2 separate regions of the Callithrix jacchus genome follow, and region 1 is linked to region 2. The links are chromatin contacts, called in public Hi-C maps. All regions are on one chromosome and are shown on one strand. Each heading gives the region's core, a stretch centred on a gene start, on an enhancer-like site or on the middle of the called end of the contact. The rest is flanking DNA. Distances are from core to core; before and after follow the strand shown. Region 1 holds the start of RPP14 (ribonuclease P/MRP subunit p14). Region 2 has its middle 31 kb from the start of DNASE1L3.

What was found. A called contact is a pair of places that touch in the nucleus more often than the background predicts.
Region 1: a contact with region 2 is called in a Hi-C map of induced pluripotent stem cells, with 5 times the contacts expected there. The contact joins the promoter of RPP14 here to the enhancer-like site in region 2. A contact is called at or near these places in 2 of 3 Hi-C or Micro-C datasets (induced pluripotent stem cells and skeletal muscle).

Annotation. Positions count from the first base shown.
Region 1 is chr15:40,098,312-40,103,159 of calJac240_pri, forward strand. RPP14 (ribonuclease P/MRP subunit p14) reads left to right here and starts at 3,110. Exons shown (of 6, transcript XM_017964996.4): 1 at 3,110-3,178.
Region 2 is chr15:39,978,144-39,983,034 of calJac240_pri, forward strand. No RefSeq gene overlaps it. Among named protein-coding and RNA genes, the nearest start is that of DNASE1L3, 31 kb to the right of the region's middle. Within about 2 kb of position 2,693, at least 3 of the 16 cell types and tissues checked have an H3K27ac peak or open chromatin away from gene starts, as enhancers often do.

The DNA.
Region 1 (4,848 bases), core at 1,860-4,359, 120 kb after region 2:
AGCAATGTGTAGATATATCGTCAAGAGGGAAAAGCCCTCATATATTTCTCAGGGGACACTTAAGAAACTCATACCAGTGGTTGCTCCTGGAGAGGGGAGGGGCTGACGGGAGGAGGTGGAAGGGAGACTCACTTTTTAATATTTATCCCTTTATGTCATTTGAAATGTATGCTGTAAGCCTGCAGGACCTATTCAAAAACTAAAATTTAGGCATGGTGAGGTGGCTTACACCTGTAATCCCAGCATTTTGGGAGGCCAACCTAGAAGGATCTCTTGAGCCTAGGAATTCAAGACCAGCCTGAGCAACATGGCGAGATCCCGTTTCAACAAAAAAGTTAAAAATTAGCTGGGCATGATGGCACGTGCCTGTAGTCCCAGATACTTGGGAGGCTGAGGCAGGAGGATTGGTTGAACCTGGGAGGTTGAGGCTGCAGTGAGCCAATATCACATCATTGTACTACCCTGTTTGGGTGATAGTGAGACACTGTTAAAAAAAAATGTTTTTAAATAAAATTTAGTTGAAAAACAGTTTGTTTTTTGAGACAGAGTCTTACTCTGTCATCTAGGCTGGAGTGCAGTGCCTTGATCTTGGCTCACTGCAACATCTGCCTCCTGGGCTCAAGCAATTCTCCTGCCTCAGCCTCCCAAGTACCTGGGATTACAGGTGCACACCACCACCACAACCGGCTAATTTTTATATTTTTAGTAGAGATGGGATTTCACCATGTTGGCCAGGCTGGTCTTGAACTCCTGACCTCAGGTGTTCTGCCTGCCTCGGCCTCCTAAAGTGCTGGGATTACAGGCGTGAACCACCATACCTGGCCGAAAAACTAAAGTTTTTTTGTCTTTATCATTCAAATGCATCTCTTTTATTTTCCACTCTGAATTAATAAGACAGCATGAGAGAATTCAGGCAACTGGGAAGGTACTTCATTTTCAGGGTTTGTTGCAGCAGGGTGAAAATTATCCATTGTTCCTTCAAGTTCAAAATGCAGGAGCGGCTCTGGATTTCCTGGGCCGCCTGGCAGGATACGTTTCCCAGGCAGCTGGCTGACAGGAACCCTCTCCTATTACTGAGGGTTTCCTGGGATGCCAGACACTTTATACCATCGACCCTTTTCTCCTCAACTCTGTGAGGAAGATGCTAATAGTCTCTCCATGTGACAGATGAGGGAGCTGGGTAAGTGGCAGAATGTATTTGAAGCAAGTTCTGGCAGCTTCTGAAATCAAGCTGCTTTGAGAAAGCAAATGCCAGGGTCTGTGGGTTCTGTGTTTGCTTTCTCCACCTCTTCCCACATCTGGAACAAGCCCTGTCTCCTCTGAGGGAAGAAAAAAGGGAAGTAGGAACCGCAGAACTGGAGAGCATAGCCATGGCCAAGGACTGAAGCTTCTGGACACAACACAGTGGGATTTTGAGAAAAGAATTGAGGAAGGAGATCTCTGCTGACTCAGCTGTCCTGTGCAAGGCAACCCTTTGCCCCCAACCCAGGCAGAACCAGCATATCCATTTACCAATGAATGTGTTCAATAAACAGATGCTGGGTCACCACTGGGTGCCAGGAACTGGGATGCAGTGGTGAGCAACACAGACAAGGCCACATCCTCATGGGGCTTACACTAAAGGTTCCCTTCCCACTGCAGCTCCTAAATTGGTGATAATACAGTGCAGTGTGGACAGCACTGGCTAGAATCAGACAGCCCAGGCCACCGCTTATAACTGTGATCTTGAGCAAATAACTTTGCCTCTCTGTGCTTTGGTTTCTTTTTGTTTTAGGCAGAGTCTCATTCTGCTGCCCAGGCTGGAGTGCAGTGGTGTGATCTCGGCTCACTGCAACCTCTGCCTCCTGGGTTCAAGCGATTCTCCTGCTTCAGCCTCCCAAGTAGCTGGAGCTACAGGTGTGCGCCACAACACCTAGCTAATTTTTGTATTTTTAGTAGAGACCAGGTTTTACCATGTTTGCCAGGCTGGTCTTGATCTCCTGGCCTCAAGTGATTTGCCCACCTCAGCCTCCCAAAGGGCTGGAATTATAGACATGGGTCACAGCGCCTAGCCTGTGCCTCAGTTTCCACCTCTAAAATGGTGATGATCATAGTAATAGCCATCTCAGGATTGTGTGAGGGTTACATGAGACAATATGTGTAAAATAGTTTGCACAGTGCCTGGCACAAAGTAAGTCTTAACTTTTTAGGTCTTTTCAGGTCGACCTAGATAGGACACCTACTATGTGCTGGGAGTCACAAGAGACAATGAGAGTGGGTCCTGTCTTTGGGGAGTGCTTGACACAGGAGATATTGAGAAGAGGAGATGCTAGATATAAATTTGCAGGTTGGGCACAGTGGCTCAAGCCTGTAATCCCAGCACTTTGGGAGGCCGAGGCGGGTGGATCACGAGGTCAAAAGATCGAGAACATCCTGGTCAACATGGTGAAACCCCGTCTCTACTAAAAATACAAAAAATTAGCTGGGCATGGTGGCGTGTGCCTGTAATCCCAGCTACTCGGGAGGCTGAGGCAGGAGAATTGCCTGAACCCAGGAGGCGGAGGTTGCGGTGAGCCGAGATCGCGCCATTGCACTCCAGCCTGGGTAACAAGAGCGAAACTCCGTCTCAAAAATAAATAAATAAATAAATTTGTAGAATGAGTTGGGCGCGGTTGCTCACGTCTGTAATCCCAGCAGTTTGGGAGGGAGAGGCGGGCAGATCACTTGAGGCCAGGAGTGTGAGACCAGCCTAGCCAACATGGTGAAACCCCGTCTCTACTAAAAATACAAAACTTAGCCGGGCATGGTGGCCCATATCTGTAGTCCCAGCTACTCCACGCCAGTGCACTCCAGCTTGGGCGACAGAGTGAAACTGTCTCAAAAAGCCAACAAAACAATTGTTCAATGAATGAATGAATGCATGAAGAAATGGATGACTATGAAGCACATTCAGGGCAGAATAAACACGCCCTAAACAGCACCCTAAGCAAATTGCATACACCGCTTTCCCGGAGTGGACACCAGAGGGCGCCGAGCTCGGCCCCTCTCAGCTCCGGATCAGGATTCGCGCCTGGGTCCGTAGGAAGACGCCGCACGGTGTCGTCATATCCGCCGGGACGTCACGCACGGCGGGGCGGGGCGAGGAGAGCCAAACGTAAAGACACCATGAGTTTCCCAGGCCCAGCTCTTTCTGCTGCCGGTGAGCCGCAAGCCTTGACGGGTGCTTACGGGGAATAGGAGACTGGGCAGGCGTCAGGCTAGTTAGTCCGACGGAGACTGGGTAGGTAGAAGCCCTCCAGAGAGCGGTTGTTGTCCGGAAGCCGTCTCTGTCGGCCCCGCCGGCAGCGCATGCGCGGGTCGGGCGGCGCGGCGTTGGCTGCTTGTCCTCTTCGGCCCCGGGTGTCGAAGGCCTCCGTACGGTGCCGCGTTGGGTCTCGATCGCAGAGGGTGGCTGCTAGGCCCGGGCGGGACCTCGAAACCGTGTCCTGTGCATACTTCATGCGTCCGGCGCGAGGTGAGCGCTGAGTGGTGGTTGCTGAAAAAAATTGAAAGCCGCCCAAGTGGTCAAGAGTAGGGAAATTTAACTTTTTAAAGTGATTAATTGATTTAGTTCAAAAACTGTACGTTGCTAGTGTTTTAGGGCCGACAGCAGTGAACTACACGGATTCTGGAAGTCGACTTTCTGTTGGGGTGGGGGAGGGAAGTACAGATAAAGATAAACGGGTTACATAATTGTCGTAGAAAAAGGCTAGGAAGAAGAAAGGGACGGGGCATGGAGTGGGATGCGGTGTTAGCTGAGAAGGGCATGGGCCAAAGCGAGTGAGATTTGAGCTAAGCCAGGAAGGAGGCAAGGGTTTGAGCCAGGTGGCTCCCTGGAGGAAGAGCATTCCCTGCGTGGGGAAAAGCTAGAGCCGAGGCCCAGGGGCGGGAGCGAGACTGGCGCATTAGAAAGGGCTAGGCTAGACCTGGGTGGTGGTGGGGATTGAGTGGAGGGAGAATGGCAGGGCCTGAGGTCAGAGCTGTGGAGAGAGCAGCCCTGTGGATCAGGCAGCGCCTTGCAGGCTGCTCTAGGGACTTCAGCCTTACTCTGGCTAAAACGGGAACCATAGCAAGGTTTTGAGCAGAGAAATGATGTAGCTTGAGTAGATGTTAATAGACTCACTGGCTGCCGTAGAGATGGAGAGTAGGGGCAATCAGTTTAGGAGCATCCCTGCAGCCTCTATAAAAGACTGACTTTAGGCCGGGCATGGTGGCTCACGCCTGTATTCCCAGCACTTCACAAGGCCGAGGCCGGCGGATCACTTGAAGCCAGGAGTTCGAGACCAGCCTGAGCCAACATGGTGAAACCCCATTATAAAAGTTAGCTGGACATAGTGACGTCCGCCTGTAATCCTAGCTACTCGGGAGGCTGAGGCAGGAGAATTGCTTCACCTCAAGAGCAGAGGTTGCAGTGACCCGAGATGGCATCACTGCTCTCCAGCCTGGGTGACAGAGTGAGACTCCACCTCAAAACAAACGAACAAAAAGCCTGACTTTATCCCAGCACTTTGGGAGGCCAAGGCGGGTGGATCACGAAGTCAGAAGTTCGAGACCAACATGGCCAACATGGCGAAACCTCATCTCTACTGAAAATACAAAAATTAGCTGGGCATAGTGGCACACACCTGTAATCCCAGCTACTCGGGAGGCTGAGGCGGGAGAATCGTTTGAACCTGGGAGTCGGAGGTCGCAGTGAGCTGTGAGCGCCATTGCACTGCAACCTGGGCAACAGGGTGAGACTCCATCTCAAAACAAACAAAACTACTTTAAAGATGATGATGACAGTGACTTCTTGAGCCCACATCTATGGAGAGCCTGGTGAATATATTT
Region 2 (4,891 bases), core at 1,443-3,942:
TTATGAGCCTGACTCATGGCACCGATCCACGTATACAAGGGTGTTTCGTATTTTGGACTTTCTTATCTCCCCAGGACAAAGTACAAAGATGAAAGAATCTGCAAGCCTTTTATCGCCCACATTTCTCCCTCTACCCTGACTGCCTTGCCAAGGTACTAGTACACCTCTCCCTGTCGGGGGCTGCCTTCCCTTTCCAGGAAGTGAATGTGCTTAGGGCAAAGCTGGTGCTGAACCCTGGCGGGGTGTATTCGGAGAACAAAACCTCAGCAGAGGCTCCAAGTCCTGGAAATGCCAGCTTCAGGCCCAGCTACAAGCAGCTGGCTCCATAGCTGCAGAATAGCCGTGTGTAGAAGCAGCATTCAGGGAGCAGCGGGTCATGTGCTGCAGGTTCAAACCTGATTCCAAGCCCAGCGCTGCTGCTTACCAACCGAGACACTTCAAGCGATCATCTTCTCTGTGCCTCACTTCTCTCATCTGTAAAATGGGGAAGTAATGGGAAACTTCCATTCTAAAATCAGATGAACTCCAGAAAGACACCTCTCCCTGCCCCCTCCCCCTCAGCACATCCATCCCCCAACTGGCCTGGGCAAACCTTCCCCAGCCCAAAGCTCTTAAGAGAGGGACTGCCTGAGTGTTGCAGAGATTTGGCTCCCCAAGGGAGACTGGAAGGGGCACCCCAGCTCAGGAAAGGGAGGCTTATGGAGAAACCACTAAGCGTGGTGATTCTGAGTTTGGGCTGGGGATTCAAATCCTAGCCCTGCCATGACTTCTGGCAGGCAGGTCACTTATCCTTCACAGAAAACTGTGCCTCAGTTTTCTTTCAAATGAAATGGGGTAACAGGACCCACCCCCATAGAGTGTTCTGAGAACTCACTGACAAAACACACATAAATAGCATTTCAGGCCAGATGTGGTGGCTCGCTCCTGCAATCCCAGCACTTTGGGAGGCTGAGGTGGGTGGATCATGAGGTCAAAAGTTCAACAGCAACCTGGCCAACATGGTGAAACCCCGTTTCTACTAAAAATATAAAAAGTAGCTCGGTGTGATGGTGTGCACCTGTAATCCCAGATGGGAGGCTGAGGCAGGAGCATTGCTTGAACCCAGGAGGTAGAGGTTGTGGTGAGCCAAGATCACACCACTGTTCTCCAGCCTGGGTGACAGAGTGAGACTCCATCTCAAAAAAAAAAAAAAAAGCATTTGACAGTGTCCAGCACATGAGAAGTGAGAAGTGTTCGTGAAATTACAATTATTGGTATAAGAGAGTCCTAGGAAAGCAGTGCAGTGTTGCAGACGGAGTGGGGCCAGGCATTAGGGCTGGGTGGGATGAGTAGGAGTGGGTGGGGAGGGGTGGGGTGGGGTGGGGTGGGCCAACCACAGAACTCTGTCTGAGGTGGGATGTTGGTGGCCTCAGGGAGTGGCCAGAAAGGTGGGAGGGGAAAGGGTGAGTCACTTGCACCCAGGAGGGCTCCAGCCCACATGCCAGCCTGTTCTTGTCCTCTGGTTTCAGAGCTTCACCCTTTTCCCTTAGCACAGGCCTAGGCCAGTGCCAGGTGTGAGGGCTGCCCCCACTCCATCCCAGGGGTTCTTAGATGGATGGGGTTTAAATGAATTAATAAACTAAGAGTAAGAAAATTATCATCGCAAGTAACACTAATGCTAGGCACTGAGTCTTATTATCACAGTTTTTACAGGAAAGTTTGTCAAGGCTTAGAGGGGTTTGGTGACTGGCTGGGTGCGGTGGCTCACACCTGTAATCCCAGAACTTTGGGAGGCTGAGGCAGGTGGATCACTTGAGGTCAGAAGTTCAAGATCAGCTTGGCCAACATAATGAAACCCCACCTCTACTAAAAATAAAAAAATTAGCTGGGTGTGGTGATGGGCGCCTGTAGTCCCAGCTACTTAAGAGTCTGAGACAGGAAATTGCTTTAACCCAGGAGGCAGAGGTTGCAGTGAGCCGAGATAGCGCCACTGCCCTCCAGCCTGGGCGACAGAGTGAGACTTCGTCTCAAAAAAAAAAGAGAGAGAGAAAGGAAAGAAACAGAGAAGAAAGGAAGGAAGGAAGGGAGGGAGGGAGGGAGGGAGGAAAAATTAGCCGAGTGTGGTGGCAGGTGCCTGTAATCCCAGCTACTCCAGGAGCTGAGACGCGAGGGTTGCTTGAACCCAGGAAGCAGAGGTTGCAGTGAGCTGAGATGGCCCCGCTGCACTCCAGCCAGGGCGACAGAGCAAGACTTAAAAAAAAAAAATAGGTTCGGTGACTGGCCCAAGGGCACACAGGTAGTCATTAATGGTCAAGGCTGTGTTAAAACCCGGTAAACCTGTCTAGGAACAGTGAAGTTGTGCATGGCTCCAGAAACAGGGAACAGAAGCCAAAGGTGGCGCTCCTCCCTGGCCGTCGGCCTGGCTGGGCCCTTTGGAAGCCTCTCTGCACCGTCCCAGCCCGGTTCCCTCCCGTGGGCCTTGGGGGCGGGAAAGACAGCCGCCCGCGTTGTCGTCGCCGCAGCGACCGCCAGGGGTCGCCTTGGACACGCGAACTGCGTCCCCAAGGGGAGTCCCTGCGTTGGGGAAGGCGCGGACCCACCCAGGACTTAGCAGTTTCGGGGTGGGGCAGAGAGGCTGTCTGGAGTTCTAGCAGCAGACCCCGGCCCGCCACCGGTTAACCCCAGGGTCCCGCTACCCCCAAACCCACAACTCCTGACTTTCTCCCCTTCACCCCTCGTCCCCACTCGTCCCCCGCCACAGATCCAATATGGGGTGCGCCTAGGCGTCATTTCCCTGAGCACATTTCCCGGGCACCTACTGTGTGCCAGGCTCGGCCACAGAGATATCCTGGAGGAGCAGACGCGGCATCGAGTCACAGGGAATTGGGGGAGCAGCTTCGTGAGGCCAGGGCATTTGGTCGTTTGTCCACTTGCAGCCCGGGACACACAGTAGGTCCTCCGCAAGGAGAGAATGACTAACTGCTGCTTAGCTCCTGCGCAGGGAACCTGCATGCGAAGGTGCATCAGTCACTGCTGTGCGTTCCCTGGGGAGGCAGCTCAGGCCCTGCTGTTCCACTTAACCGGAGTTTCTTCCCCAGATTTCCCAAACTCCCTCACAGCCCATTTCACACGTGGAAAGACTGAGGCTCAGAAGGCAGTCTATATACAGCCGGGGCCTTTCTGCCTTTCTAACTGGGGTGTCCCAGGCTGCAATGCTCTTCCCCTGCGCTTTGCTTGGCTAACTCCTGTTCATAGTTCAGGTCTCAGTCAAAGGGCACCTCTTCCAGGAAACCTTCCCTGATCCACTACTGCAACCTGGCTAAGCTTGTGCCTCCCCTTCTAAAGGGTGAACCCCTGAAAGCAGGAAGTACCTGGGCTCTGTCTTTCCTCATCTACATTTTGAGCCTGGCTCAGTGCCTGGCACAGGGTCAGAAGCTAATGATGTTTATGAGAGTACACCCAGCAGAATGGAAGTCAAGTGGCCCCAGCACACTGTGGGTAGCCTCCTTCTCCCTGGTCAGGGAGGTAGAAGGTGTGAAGATCCAGGAGGCTGACTTTGTGGTGCCACTGAGGCATCGGGTGGATCTTCCCCTGTCCCGCCCTCACTGTGCCTCTCTTAAGTGCCCATCCCACTTCCTGGGAGAATGTTGTGTCTGTAACACAAGGACATGGGTTTGGAGTTAATCCCGGAGATTCCTCAGTTTACTCATTTGGGAAAGTGACGCAAGACAGGCTGTTTGCAAATCACTGTGAGGATTAAGTGACGTAACGGTAAAGTCCCCAGCCTGGGGCCTGGCATGGAATAGGTACACGCCAGCAGAAGCATACCAGCCATGGTGCCCTGGGGTAGTCACGTGGTTTCTCCAAGCCTCCTTGCCCCACGTGGAAGGGAGGTGTGAGAGCCTCCTAATGGGGAGGGTGGTTTAAGGCACACACAGCACAGCTTAGTACCTGGCACCTCATGGGCGCACTTCCTCCAAGCCTGACACTGTCCCAAGTGTTTGTTATGCTGGTCTAATGTCATTCTCCCAATACTAAGGGTGGTTCCCAATCCCACCCTGCTGCACAGACGAGGCCCCTCCACTAGCAAGGGACAGGGCTGCATGTGGGAGGAGCTGGACTCTAGAGGTGCCCTGGCAAGCCCCTCAGCTGCGCGTCCAGCGCTCCCCGAGCCCAGGGAAGACGGGGCCTCTTTTTGGACCTTCTTTGGATGCCTGGCACATAGTAGGTGTACATCGGGGTTTGCTGAATGGAATAGAGGCTGCAGCATCCCATGCACCACCCCAGGGCCCTGTGGGTATGAAGGTAAAGGCCTGGGCCCGTCCCTTGGGGGAAGGACAGGCAGGTACCCTGGGTAGGTTGTGGCCAGGCTCAGGCTCTGCACCCTTCCCCAGCCTGGTCTGTTCTGCCTATGGGGCCCGACAAGTCCCCTAGAACAGCTCAGCCTCTCCTCTCTGTCAGGGCCTTGGCAACCCAGCTCTCATCAGCTGCATGTATCCTTGGAGATGAGGCGCTGGGAGCCCAAACACAGGCCGCAGAGCTGTAGGAAGAACGCTTCCGGTTCTTCGCTCCCCCACAGCTCCCTGCCCCTGCCACAAGGGAGCTGTGGACCTCCCAGAATCAGGCCTGCTAAAAGGAGTGCATCCAAAAGGAGGCTGCCACCCGAGTAGCCTGGAAGATCAACTGTGGCCACAAGTACCTAAGAGAGGGGACTGTGCCCAGGAAGCAGCTCCAGCAGGCCCCACCCAGGTCAGCCTCGGCAGCAGGCCTGGTGCCTGCCACCAGCTCCCGTAATAGCAAGGAGGTACAGCTTGGATGGCCAGAGACCAGGGGCAGCCAGAACCAACTGTCCAGGGGAGTGGATGTCCAGGCATCCCCACCCAAGGGAGACAAGAGTCTGGGAGGCCCGAAA